Linked DNA regions of Rattus norvegicus: region 1 is linked to region 2. The links are chromatin contacts, called in public Hi-C maps. All regions are on one chromosome and are shown on one strand. Each heading gives the region's core, a stretch centred on a gene start, on an enhancer-like site or on the middle of the called end of the contact. The rest is flanking DNA. Distances are from core to core; before and after follow the strand shown. Region 1 holds the start of Wbp4 (WW domain binding protein 4). Region 2 overlaps Mtrf1 (mitochondrial translation release factor 1).

Region 1 (6,676 bases), core at 4,164-6,663, 100 kb before region 2:
GCAGAGAAGCCGGTTTGTCACTGCACTGGTGCAGGGAAAGTGACAGTAGATACTGGCAAGGGAAGGTGTGGGAGGCCACCACAGATTCGCTCTCCAGTTGACCCTGCACAGTGCTATCAAATTAACCTCATTAGCTCACATTCCCAGAAATCCACTTTCCTAGCAAGGTAAACTCCTTTAATTCCAAATTCCAAAACCTCTCAAACTTGTCAAGAATCAAGAAGATTCCTGGCATGAACTGTTGTCAACAGACTTTGTAACCTGGCCTTCAGACACTCAGTTGCTTCCTGACCACCCGCAGATGACATGCTCCAAGTCTGGTGAAAGAAAGGAAAAAAGTCAAAGTCCCCAGCCCAGAGTCACACTGCTGACAGGACAGGGCTAGGGCAAAACACACATTCCATAGGGACAGGGATCGGCTACTAGAAAACCCTAGAGGCTGAGGAGGGCCGGGAAGAGGTTGCAGAACTTGTTAGAGCTCTGACATGATTCCCCACGGACCCTAAGCTATTGCTGCAACCTGGTTTCCCACTCCTATCCTACTATCCCACACTTCAGCCAAAATGTGCTACAGCTTTAATGTGCTTCTGCTCCTGCCTGCTTCCTCTGCAAGCCTTGTCTCCCACCCCATCTGAATCATGAGAGCCTGGCTCTCTTCACTACCCTTCTCAAAGGTTGCTTCCCACAAGGGGCCTGTGCCATTGCTCACAGATGTGAAAGTCCGAGCCCTTTAAGTGCTTGGGCCGTTAGTTTAGTGTGAGCATCTCTCACACTGTACGCTGTCACAGTTACCTGTGAATTTCATGTGACCCCTTGCATGGATTACTTCGAGTATGTACTGCATTATCAGAACAATCTAGGATTCATCTCTCTACTCATCAAATATTTTACCATTATTTTAAGGTAAGTAATATCCAAACGGCAAACATACTCAGAGATAAAATATCCCATAGGCTTCTTTTACTTCAATCCTTTTTAATAGTTTTTGCCAGCACATAACACAACTTAAGAAATAAAGTCTACAATTCCATGCTTTTCTGTATATTTATACAGTTGTATAACCAACTAAAATCTAATTTTATAGTCTTTCAGTACCTAAACATAAGTACATTATCAGGTACCCCTACCCCAACCCAGTCTCTTCTCTACTTCAAAGCAAGCATTCTTTATAAAAATTGTCTGCCGTGGGCATTTTATATAAATGGAATAAAAAACAAAAACTGCTGTTGTTTTGAAACAGGATTTGGCTGACCTAATACTCTCTATGCAGACTGACACACCACAGGGACTGAACAAGGTGGTCGTTAACACCTTGTTTTTCTCACTAAGCATGATATGCTTGACACTCAAAAGTCCATGCCGTGGTCCAGATTGCCATGCCTGCCTTATCTCCTGCTAGTGTTCCATTGCACAGACAGACACTAAACTCTGGTCCATCCTCGAGCCTTTTCCAGCTTCTGCATATGAGGAAAAGTGCTATAAACATTTACATATAAGTTGTAACTGAGACGTATGTTTTCACTTCCGAGGAACATGTAGTAATTCTGTTTACTATTTTAAGGAACTGACAAACTTTCCCAATTGACTACACCATTACACATTTGCACCAACAATGTGTGCAGTTCCAACCTCTCTGTGGTATAAACTGAGCAGGACTGATCTCACTACACAGTGCCCTTTTCCTCATACTACCCTGATGAAATAAAAGAAACAGGGGGGACTCGGAGGGGGGGTTGCTTCAGTGGTTAAGAGCAGTTGTTGCTTTTAAGAGGACCCAGGTTCAGTTCTTAGCATCCAGTGGTGACTCACAACCATCCTGATTTCAGTCCTAAAGGAATTCAACAACCTCCTCTGACCTCTGCGGGCACCAAACGCCCCTCGTGGAACACATGCATTCGTGTGGGAGGATGCTCATACAAATAAAGGAAATCTTTTTTAAAATTTGAAAAAGGGCCAGGGAAATGGCTCAGTAGACAAAGGTACCAGAGCCAAGGCTGACACCCGGAGTCTCCCCAGGGGTCCATGTGGTAGAGGGAGAACTGAGTCCTACAAGTTGTCCTCTGAACAGAGGGGTGGAGGAGGGAAGGGAGGGAGAGAGGGAGGGAGGGAGGGAGTAAGAGAAAATATTCTTTTAGTTTAAAAAAGGTCTACAGGTTAACTGCAGCCAAAAGCAAGCAAGGGAAGAAAACATGAACAAACAAGAAAGGTAAATTAAGCAGAAAGTAGCTAAAAAAGAGAGAGACTGGCTGATGTGTCCAGACAGCTATTCATGGTCTAGAGAGAACACCTTAGCCACTGGCAACCTAATGAAAGAATCTTCAGACATTTATCCAGTATATCTTCCCAACTATTCAGGAATTATCAAGGTGTGTAAGGGACACCTGCAATTCACTGCCATAATTTAAACCCAGACTTCATAAGGTCTAATTAATTGCTACTCCATTCTAGTCATCTGTAAATATTCAACGCCCAAACATAAAACCTACAGGCACACAATAGCCTGCGTGTTCCTCTATTGTCCGAGTCTTCTGAAGTAAAATTTCTTATTTCACATCACATACCACAGCCACATTCAGGCTTTTCAGAGACGAACTGGGGTGTGACACATCTGCTAACCTGGGCTTATGACAATAAGGATCAGTCTCACAGTAACAATAACACAGAACAAAGAGTCAAAAATGTTTGCAGACCTCTCCTGATATAAAAGGTCGATCCTTGATTAAAGGAGCATGTAACCTACTCAAAATTACAAACTTTGAGATTCCTGCCTCTCTTCTTGCTCTGCCACCGGCTGCCTCCAGCACGTGCCTACTGAACCCTACTTCCGGCTAGTCTCCTGGTCCTAGTCCCATCCACCTCAGGTTTTCTGATTTACATTCCCCACTGGGAGAAATCCAACCAGTTCTTCAAGGTGCAGGGCAAGTGCTCCCCCTCTCTCTCCATTTTGCCCTTCCCGGAGCCAAACCTCCACCTCACCTCTAGGAGCAATCCATGTGTCCCTGGGACCCTGCCTGCCTGTTCCCACCTGGCCCAGAGCTAGACAGGGGACATCTTGGGCAGGAATGCTATCACCCTACCACCATCCTAACTCACCCCAAACGTGCAGTATGCCCACCTGTGATCACTCACCGTTCCATCTATGATAGCACGAGTGTTAGCACCAGTCAAATACTTGCAAACATTAAACAAAGCAGGGGTAGGAGTCTGTTCTTCCAAATCTGGGACAAAGTCTTTAGTGCCTGGTTCTTGATGACATGCGATACAGGAAAGTTGTAGATATAAATTTCTGCTCCCACTATCTGTCCAAGATCTATCTAAACGTTGTGAAGAACACACTGGTATGGAGACCCTAGGGGGCTGCTAGAGAGGTTTGGAGCACTTGTTACTCCTGCTGAGACCAGGGTTTGATTCCCCAGCACCCAAACACGGTGGTTCACCACCATCCGTAACTCCAGTTCCAGGATCTGACACACTGTTCTGACCTCCCTGGGCGCCAGACACACACGTGGCACACACGAAGGCAAACGTACATACACACAAACAATTTTAATGAACATTGTTCTAAAATCTAGTCTGGTGTCATAAGCCTGTGATCTGTGCACCGAAGAGGCAGGAGCAAGGGTAAAAGGGCCTCTTCATCATCACAGAGACTTGGAGGCTACCCTGGGGTGCATGAGAAGAGGTCTGAGCATACCTACCTTACCCTCAACCTCAGAAAGACTCTAAAACAGGCGTTGAGGCAAATGCCTGAAATCCCTCTGCTGAGAGACAGAAGGAGGAGGATCCCAAACCCCAGCAGTTCCAGCTCCAATGAGTTCTAGGCTATCTTGAGCCGCACGGAGAAACCATCTTAATACAACGATGATAAGGTGCTTACGGCTCCAAAGCTAGAAGACACCACTACACTAAGGTCGAAGACCTCCACAAGGTCCCATAGCTAATGACTGGAGCGGAAATGAGATTCTACCCAGCATTACCCACCTGCCTAGAGCGCCTGAACAGCGGGAACCTCAAAACATCGGGGGAGGGAGGGAAGATGTGCATAAACACTCATGTTTTAAATATTTGCTAACGGGGTTTTCTGGTTTTAATTTTTACGAGGAAAAGCCAATTAACCACTAATCGCACAGAACACATAAATAGCTATTTTCAAATTCAGCTGTGCCAGTTAAGGCTATAAAATATTTCGGGAACACACAAACAACCAAAACTTCTGCTCAATAATGGCTCTGACCAGAAACTCATCCGCGGGAGTCAGTTTTTCCTTATTTGCGCCCAAAGGCCCAACAGACTAAACATTACAGCTGCCCCATTTTTCTAATTTCAACTTGCATTTATGATAACGCTTTTGTTTCCTTTACAGCGCTCGGGCTGCTGACACAGCTGGGCCGCTTCTTTGTAATAAACACAGGGCTTCTATATTTAAAAGTACAGTGCAACTTTGTTGTAACATCCCCTCCCCAGTCTCCGGGCTAATTTCTGTCTTCCAAGCTCCACCTCCATCCCATGATTTTTTTTTTTTTTTTAAATCAGTGACGCTCCAAACAGCCTCCCGGAAAGCCGGTTCTGTTCTTTCAGACGTCTCATCACAGTGGTATTTTTCTTCTCCGCAGTTTTGCCGTGTGTTTGAAGAGGAAAGAGGAGTTAGAAGGAACATAAGAGGCGTTCTGCAAAGGCCTTGCCTTAAGGCGAGGGCTGCTTGAGGGGCGGGCTGCAGTGCACGCGGCGGGGGTCCCAGGACCGGGCGAGCGATAAGGATCGCCAGGGGACCGGCGATAGGGAGCAGCGGGGGCTGGCGTGCCGAGGGGTCTCCAGCCACTGTTGACAGTAACTGGAGCGCGGCGGGCACGCCCCGGCCCGCCGAGTCGGAAGGGGGCGGCGGAGCAGGGTGTGGACCGAGGGGGCACCCGGGCGGGGGGAGATAAGGCGAGGCCCGAGTTAATCATCACCTCCCGAGTGCCTGGAAAAGTACGGGTTGAGGGCGGGGTGCAGCGGCGGGGAAAGCGAAACTCCTCCCGCATAGCCCGGAGGGCACCGGCCGCTCATCCGGCCTCCGCGAGCTAGTTCCCAGCCCCACTACCAACTACACCGTTTGCTCACAAACTCAACCGAACGCAGACGCTGAAGTTAACCAGAGCCACTAGAAAGCAAAACCAGTTCGTCCAAAGTCGAGTATATTAAGAAAAGAAAAGCTATACTGTTCCCATACCGGGAGTCGAACCCGGGCCGCCTGGGTGAAAACCAGGAATCCTAACCGCTAGACCATATGGGAAGTGCTACTACGAGCACTGCCGTAACCCACCTGACTAGCGTCAGCGATGCTACCGCTCTGCACGACGCGAGCTGAAGCCGCCCCCGCGGCCGCTGCCCCACTCGCGGGCACGAGCCCGGCGGAGCGCGCGGGCGTGGCGGCGGGGAGGAGCGGGCCGACGCGCCCCTGGAAAGTTCTGAGGCGAAGCCCAGCGCCCCGTGCGCTCCCGGAACCGGCGGCTGCGCCTTTCTTTCTCAGCCGTCAGGTCCGGGCTGCTCCCCGATCACAGAGCGGGCGGGCAAACCGGCAAAGCCGAGGGCGGCGCCGTCTGTGGGAACAGCTGCGCGCGGCGGGGGTTGCGGGGAGGCGGTCGAACCTCTCGGCCGCGAGCCAACTCGGGAGTGGAGGTTCTGGATCCCGGGAGGCGTGAGACCCGCGGGATGGAGCCTGGCTGGGACGCTCAGGGGCCGCAGCTCCGGTCCCGTCGCGCTTTCGTCCCTTCTGGGTGACCTCAACCCCTTTATACCGACCCCACCTCTCAGGCGCCGCGAGTACCGCCCCGTGGGGGAGGGGAAGAGGCGGTGACACCGCGCGCGCGGATTGGGCCGTCGAGGCTGCCGTAGGCCGCCCGCGGAAACGCCGCGTCGGGGGACGCCGAAGCCCGGAGGTCCAGGCTTTCGCCACCGGCGGACATCAGTGAACGGGCTCGCAGGCTACAGACGGAGCAGCCGCAATCATGTGAGTCGGGACGGGTTGGGCTTGCGTCGCGAGGCGCCCGCGAGCGGCCTCCTCCTCCTCCCGCCCCTCCGCTCGCCCAGGGCTGCCCGACCTGCCAGGCGGGTTCTCTGGGAGAACGCGGCCGCCCTTTCGGCCGGAGCCCCGGACCTGGGTGCTGCCCCCGCCCGCCCGCCCGCCCGCCCGCCGGCTCCGGAGGCCAGGGTGACGCTGCGGCTGCAGAAGTCCTGTGGCTTTTCCCAGCCTCGCGTCCCCAGAACAAATGAATTAGCTAGAAGGGCACAGGGAAGGGAAGTACTCTTCTTTGAGACTCGTATTTCTTCATTACCGTGCTGTAGCGAGAAGCCTGTCATTTATCTTAGGGAGAGCAGTTTTCCACGGAATTTAGCTTTACATAAATAGTACATCTGCTTTGTTAAGACAGAAGTCCGTCAACAACCTTATATCCCAGTTTTTAACAAGCATAAAAATTCTCTTTCAATTTTTTTGATAAACTTAAGAGTTGTTTTTCCTTTTTCAGGGCCGACTACTGGAAGTCACAACCGAAGAAATTCTGTGATTACTGCAAGTGCTGGATAGCCGACAATAGGCCTGTATGAAATTTTTAGTAAAATATTCATGTGATGTGTTGCTTTTTTACTACGTAGTGTTTATAAACCATTTTCATGTACAGTGCTCTTTATTCTTCAA
Region 2 (7,055 bases), core at 947-3,446:
AGTATGACTTCCATCACCCAATTCTGGACCACCAACAAAAAAGACAAGTGCACTGCTCATGTGGTCAGAGGCCTTTGAGTTAGAGGCAATGGGAGACACCTGCTGTAGGTGCTAAGAACTACACTCCAGTATGTGATCTTAACTGGAGCTATTTCTCTAGCCCTGGCTTTACATCTGACAGTGCTTGAGATCAATCACGAGGCTCAGAGTTTGAATCCTAGTAGCCACATAACAAGTCAGGTGTCTTCGCAAACACCTATAAGGTCCAGCTCTTTGGGATCAATCTCCTTCCAGCTTTCATGTATGCCGAGACTTGCACACATGCCAACACTAGTACAGACACACAATTTAAAAAGAAATGAAAGTAAAAGGAAAAATTGTTTTACTCTGAAAAGTGATGCTAATGCACCACATAATAAGTTGACGGTCTGCATGTACGATAGCTGTCCTATAACCTCTCATGCCTACTGGGGCGTGCCTTAGTGTTCAGCCATTTATAATTTTCATCCAGTGAAAACACTGTGCAATGATAAATTCCCCAGAGTTTATCACTGTTGTGAAACAATGTATTTAAAATCACCTTGATGAATTAAAAATAAAATCTTGTACTTTGTCAAGGTGACCAAGTGTCCTGGTATCAGGGACACCGCTAGTGCAGCAGAGCCTCACAGCACTGGAAGTTCATCTTCAAGATAAAAAGGATCCAGAGCGATGGTGTGTCTGCACTGTATCTCTGTCCTCTTGTAACTGGACCGAAGCACAACTCGTGGAGCCACTATCATCCTCTATCCAGGCCTTTCCTGCACAGCTATGCTTACCACCCACATCCTTCAAAAGAGGAACTGCTTCCAAACAGAAGGAGAAACTACACACCACTGGCCCATCAGACCCACAAATGCCATTGCAATCTGTAATGCAATGCAATTACATTTGTGCAAGGAGCTGTAAACTACCAGAGGACCTTCCTCTGAGTACTAGCTAGTTAGTATATAGAGGGAAGAAAAAATGAAAGCTGTGGAGGTTTGAATGAGAGTAGCCCCCATTAGCTCAGATATTTGAATGCTTGGTCCTAAGTTGGTAGAACTGTTTGGAAAGGATTAGGAGGTGTGGCCTAATTGGGGAGGTTTGTCACTTGGGGGTGGGCTTGAAGATTTCAAAGCCCACACCATTCCCTTAGCTCTCTCTGGCTTGTGCACAAGCTCTCAGCTACTGCTACAGCACTGTGCCTGCGGCTGCCATGTTCCCTGCCACAATGGTCACAGACTCGGACCCTCTGGACCACGAGCCCCAGATCAAACAATTTCTTCTGTAAGTTGCCTTGGTCACAGTGTCCTAGCCCAGCGATAGAAAGTAACTAAGACAAAAGGAAAAGTCTTGCTCACCTGTGGGGATATGGACGAGCCTCACAGCACTGTCTGTTGTGTTGACATGCTGCCCACCGGCTCCTCTGGCTCGAAATGTGTCTACGCGCAGATCCCTGGGATCTACTTTCACATCTACCTGGGGGGAGAAAAAAAAATATATATACATATATACATATATATATATATATCATAAGAAAATTCACAATCCCACAAACACTTTATTCTGAGAGTTTTCAGATAAACTAAACTATTTATGTAAACCATGAATTTAAAAAAAAAATAATACCAAACACCCACACCCCCCCCCCTCAGCTGAGTCAGGGTTTCTATGTGTAACTCTGGCTGTCTTGGACCTCACTCTATAAATCAGGCTGGCCTCAAACTCAAGAACCCAAAGATCCACCTGGCTCTGCCTCCTGACTGTTGGAATTAAGGACATGTGCTACCACCACACAGTGAAATAAACGACCAATTTTAACGAGATCCTATTTTAATTTGGGGGGCGCCGAGGCCTGAACTTCGGGTGGCACGCAAGCTGGGCACGCACCGCGCATTATACCTCTGAATTTTACCCTGCTTTCTGGGTGCAGGTTCTAAACGCTGACTTGGAATGGTATGAGATCACTGAATTGTGGGATCTTTGAAGAGTTTCACTGCTGATTATCTAACAGTTCTCTAGACCATAAAGATGTCTATAATGTACATTACTGATCTCATTGTCACCAGATCCTGTTAGAAACCCACCAAGATCTCTCTGCGTCCCATGCTACGTGCACAGTGAGTCACTTGAGCCGCTCCACCTTCTGGTGTTTGTGGCCACGGTCAGACAGGGTGACATTCTATCTTCTTGTTTCAGCTCCCACACAGACAACCACAGGATGGGTAGAGTGCGCCGGGCAGAGTAGCAGAGGACAAAGGAGCTTTGACTTGGGGTTATGAGGGCTTTAACCTCAGTGGAGCAGCCTCAGGCTAACCACTTCTGAGACTTGTTTCCTCTCTTATAAGGCAAAAATATTGAATCTAACAGGAGGGTTGTTTTTGAGATTTAAGACTATAGTCTATATGAGCTATGTATATGTATATAAATGGGTGAATTCTAAACTACAGAGTAAATCCTTAACCACTACTCCTAAGGCTAAGTGGTCCCTCTTTTCCCCTCCCCACCGCGTGTGTGTTTATTGGTGGGTCACATTTTAACTCCTTGAATTTTATTTGAAAAGGGGATCTGGGGCTGGAGAGATGGCTCAGAAGTTAAGGGCAGTGGTTGCTCTTCAAAGATCCTAAGTTCAATTCCCAGCAACCGCATGATGGTTCACGACCATCTATAAAGGGATCTGATGCCCTCTTCTGGCGTGCAGATGTACGTGCAGACAGAACATAAAAATAAACAAACATGTCCTGGGGAACTTCCTGGGGAAGTTACCTCATCTGGCTGTGGAAGGACAATAACTGACATCGTCCCCGTGTGAATACGCTGCATCCGAGATGACAGGCCCACCTCTGGGATTCGCTGAACTCGATGAATTCCACCTTCATACTTCAAATGCTTATAGACACTGTCACCAGAAATGCGGGCAGCTGCATGATGCAGTCCACCTGGGGAGGAAGATTCAGAAATACTAGTGCTTTCTTTTTTTTTTTTTTCAGAGCTGAGGACCGAACCCAGGGCCTTGCGCTTGCTAGGCAAGTGCTCTACCACTGAGCTAAATCCCCAACCCCAATACTAGTGCATCCTACTTTGAAAAAGATTAAGATTATAGCTATCCTTAAACTAAGGCCTGTCTGAATACAGCACATGAGATGGAAACCCAAGAGAAATAAACTAGATTATCCCTATATAGAATATAAAAATATATAAAATAAAACAAGTCAAGAATATTATTATGGTCATCTCTGGGGAGGTGAGTAACAGTGTAGTTATGTTTTAATTCTTGTACTATTTATTTATTTATTTATTTATTTATTTATTTATTTATAGATAGGGTCTTGCTATGTAATTCAGGCTGGCCTTGAACTCACAATTCTGTTTCAACCTCTCAAATGCTGGGAATCAAGATGCAGCTGCACTTAACATCTGGCTTGTACTTTTTGGATTCCAATTGTTCTATAAAGAACTTTTACTTGGTAATATTAAGAAAAATATCATTTAAGAAAAAAGTAATACTGGGACATTTTCTGCATTGGATTACCTGTAAATTTTTAGGCAAATAAGCACCATACATCAGAAAAGGCTCAATAACACAATTTCCCACCATTGAATATCTTTGAGCCCTTCTGAGTTTCAAGAATTAAAAGTTAACCCTTATCTGGGATGTGGAAAGATTGTTACATACACACAAAAAAATCTTAGTGGTTAGGCTTTAGCTTTTTATCTAATAGCTTTTTAAAAACATTTTTATGATATAAGAAGTTATAAAATAGCCAATGAGATGTCTCAGCAGAAAAAGGCACTTCTGCCTAGCCTGATGACCCAAGTTCTATGTTCTGAAGTTGTCCTCTGACCTCTACATGAACCCCACAATGTGCCCTTCCACCCAAAATAAATGAAAAACTGAATGTAAAAGAGGCAAACAACTCCATGAATATTCAGGATAGAAAAGCACAAGACTCAAATATGTAATTCAGTAACCGCCTGCTCCCGCTCTCCTCCCCCAGGTCCTTTTCAATTCCACTACGTCTGTTGATGTGATAAAACACTCTGAAAGAAAAACAACTTGGGGGGAAGGGTATACTCTAGCTCACAATTCCACTCTACAGTCCATCACCGCAGGGAAATTTAGTAGGAACCTGAAGTAGCTGATTATATACACAGTCAGCAGAGAGGAAAATAAACACATGCATGCCCACTGCTCGGCTGGCTTTCTCCAGTCTACAGTCCAAGGCCTAAAACCAGGTGACGGTGCTCCCCACCTCAGGCCGGGTCTTCCTACATCAGCTAAGGCACTCGAGATAATCACCTGCACACACGCCTAGAGGCCGGTCTAGTCTAGACTGTCGCTCCTTGAGACTTTCTTACTAGACGATTCTAGGATGTGTCAAGTGGACACTCATCATCACAGTGAGCCGGCACATGGTGACCTTTACTACTGTCTTCGTTGTAAGTGTACTTACCTGAAAATCCCCCGAGAAGTCTTTTCTGTTTAAAACCAATTAATAGCTCAGTAGCAAAGTTCATGCTCATCAATGAAAAAGGTCTTAGGTTCAATGCCCATCACCCCCAGCCCCAGGAGATAAGTCCCTTAAGTCTCTTCCTTCACCTCTCAAATTCCTATGTATTGAGGTGGTTGACCTACAGAAGTCCAGCAGTCTGCATGAACGTTTGTGTGTCATATCCCCTGGAATAGATCCAGTTACAGACATCTGTGAGCTGCCATGTGGGTGCTAGGAATTGAATCCAGGTCTTCTGGAAGAGCAGCCAGTGCTCTTAACTGCTGAGCCATCCCTCCAGCCCGACTACATATTCTTGCTGCAAGCTAACCCTGTTCTGCTGCTGAGATGGGGTCCGGAGACTGGACCTACATCAGCCTGAGCCCTTGGCAAGATTATAGGGACATGTGGTGCCTGCTAGCTCTCCTTTAATCTACGAAAGGGTCGATGAGATGACCCAGTGGGTAAAGGCTCACTGCCAAGCCTGCATTCAGTCCCTGGGACCCACATGGTACAAGGAGAGAACTGACTCTTGCAAGTTGTCCTGTGACCCCCACACGTACACTGCAGCACTCATGCACCCCTTGGCAAACATACGGTCTCGGCAGCTTCTTATCAAGTCTAATGCATTACTAAGGGTTATAAAACAGCCTTATTGATTCCCTTTTTACTCATCAAATAAAATAGATCATTTATAAAGATATATCTGCCAGGTATGGTGGTATATGCCTTTAACCCCAACACTTGGGAGGCAGAGGCAGGTGGATTTCTATGAGTCAAAGGTCAGCCTAGTCTATATAGGGAGTTCCAGGCCAGTGAAAGCTACACAGTAAGACCTTATTTCAAAAAATAAAACAACAACAACAATAACAAAAAAACAATTTAAAAGGATACACCCATCTTTCCCTGACTACAGCTTGATTAGCCAATGGCACAGTTACATGGGAAAGGCTAAATGCTTGATTGGGTCCTTTACTAGTCTTACCAATATAATAGCGCTTTGAAAAAACACAATGAATTGGGTAGGTTCCTTTAACCATCTGAAAATAATCAATTATTTTTCATTAATTAATAGTGTGTATAGTATAGAGTGATCATGCAAAGAGACTGATGTGGAGATCAGAGGAACCCTTCCTGGAATAGGTTCTCTCTAACTACCTCAGGTCTCCAGGCCTGTGCAGCCAGTGCCTTTACCAGGTGACAGATATGCATTAGGAGACAGATATAAAAAATGTGATGGTTGCATTCCATTCATTAAGCCAGGAACTAAGACAGAGTGAAGCCACGACATTTAAATTTCCTACCTAACACTCTAACATGATTCTCCTCGCCAGGAGTGGTGGCACACACCTTTAATCCCAGCACTCCAGAGGGACAGACAGTTCAATCTTATGAATTTCAGGCCAGTCTGGTTTACAAAGTGATTTCTAGGATAGCCAGGGTTATGTAGTGAGAACTTAAAAAAGATGAAAGAAAGAAGGAAGGACAGAAAGACACACAGAGACAGACAGACAGACAGACAGACACAGAGAGACACAAAATTATTCTCTCCCGGCCATGCTCTTTACTTCATGCTGAATACAAACATTTGAATTTATATAAACTGGAGAATCCTACATCTTTCCTGTGTAAATTAATAGAGCCAGTGGGTTTCATTCAATTCCTCTCTCCCTAGCTATGTGCAGTCCGCTAGTTTACATAACAGCTAGCTTATATCCTTGCCCATGCTTTGTCTCCCACCCCCACCCACAGCATCATCCATGACTGTGGTCCTGCACAGATAAAAGAGGAGCTATGTGTGCAGATTATCTGACCAGTGCATATAAAGGAATATGACACATTTTTCAGTTCATCTATTTATCAAGAGACTTTTGCAGGGGAAAACAGGAGCCTGTTTAGAGCACTAAATACAATGTTGACATTTAGCTGTGAGACTGATATCACCCACTAGCCCCTGGACCAATGTGCCAGCATCTGGACGGACGCTAACAAAGCTCCCTGCTGCCTGAATTTTAAAAGACGGTGAAGGGCTGATATCCCCTAGAGAAAGGGAGTGAAGGTATATTGCTGGACTTGCCAGTCTGTACCAACCAGGTTACCAGAGCAGCATACTGAGTTCCCTCTGCTGTTTACCTTAATTAATCCTTCTACCCTTCTTGGATTTTCTAGTTTATCTTTAATTACCCGTCTGTCTATCTTGGTGTAGTACTGTGTAACCCAGACAGGACCTATGGGTCATCTTCTGATTGCATTGTATTAGTACTTTTATTTTTAAAGTTTAAAAAGCACATGTGTACAGGTGATTTGTCTGTCTGTCTGATTATCATATGCATGCCTGGTGCCCTCATTATGGTGAATTTCTATCAGGTGCTGAGAGTTGAACCTGATTCTCTAGAAGAGACTATCCCTTAACCAGTGACCCATCTCTTCAGCCTCTGTTACAAAGTTTTGTTTTTGTTTTCTTATACTTTTTGAGTTTTAATTTATTTATTATTTATCTTTTATTTATTAAGACAAGATCTCACTTTCTAGCTCTGCCCAGTC

What was found. A called contact is a pair of places that touch in the nucleus more often than the background predicts.
Region 1: a contact with region 2 is called in a Hi-C map of Schwann cells, with 4 times the contacts expected there. The contact joins the promoter of Wbp4 here to the enhancer-like site in region 2. A contact is called at or near these places in 4 of 12 Hi-C or Micro-C datasets (the A7r5 cell line, Schwann cells, kidney and 1 more).

The regions. Positions count from the first base shown.
Region 1 is chr15:61,298,477-61,305,152 of GRCr8, reverse strand. It overlaps Wbp4 (WW domain binding protein 4), which reads left to right and starts at 5,413. Exons shown (of 11, transcript NM_053766.2): 1 at 5,413-5,516; 2 at 5,794-5,989; 3 at 6,507-6,579. The coding sequence starts at 5,988. It overlaps Trnae-uuc8 (transfer RNA glutamic acid (anticodon UUC) 8), which reads right to left and starts at 5,272; the gene lies at 5,201-5,272.
Region 2 is chr15:61,193,337-61,200,391 of GRCr8, reverse strand. It overlaps Mtrf1 (mitochondrial translation release factor 1), which reads right to left. Exons shown (of 11, transcript NM_001399523.1): 7 at 2,788-2,960; 8 at 1,383-1,500. Among named protein-coding and RNA genes, the nearest start is that of Mtrf1, 11 kb to the right of the region's middle. Within about 2 kb of position 2,196, at least 8 of the 93 cell types and tissues checked have an H3K27ac peak or open chromatin away from gene starts, as enhancers often do. A contact at or near this core is called in Schwann cells, where this site is marked.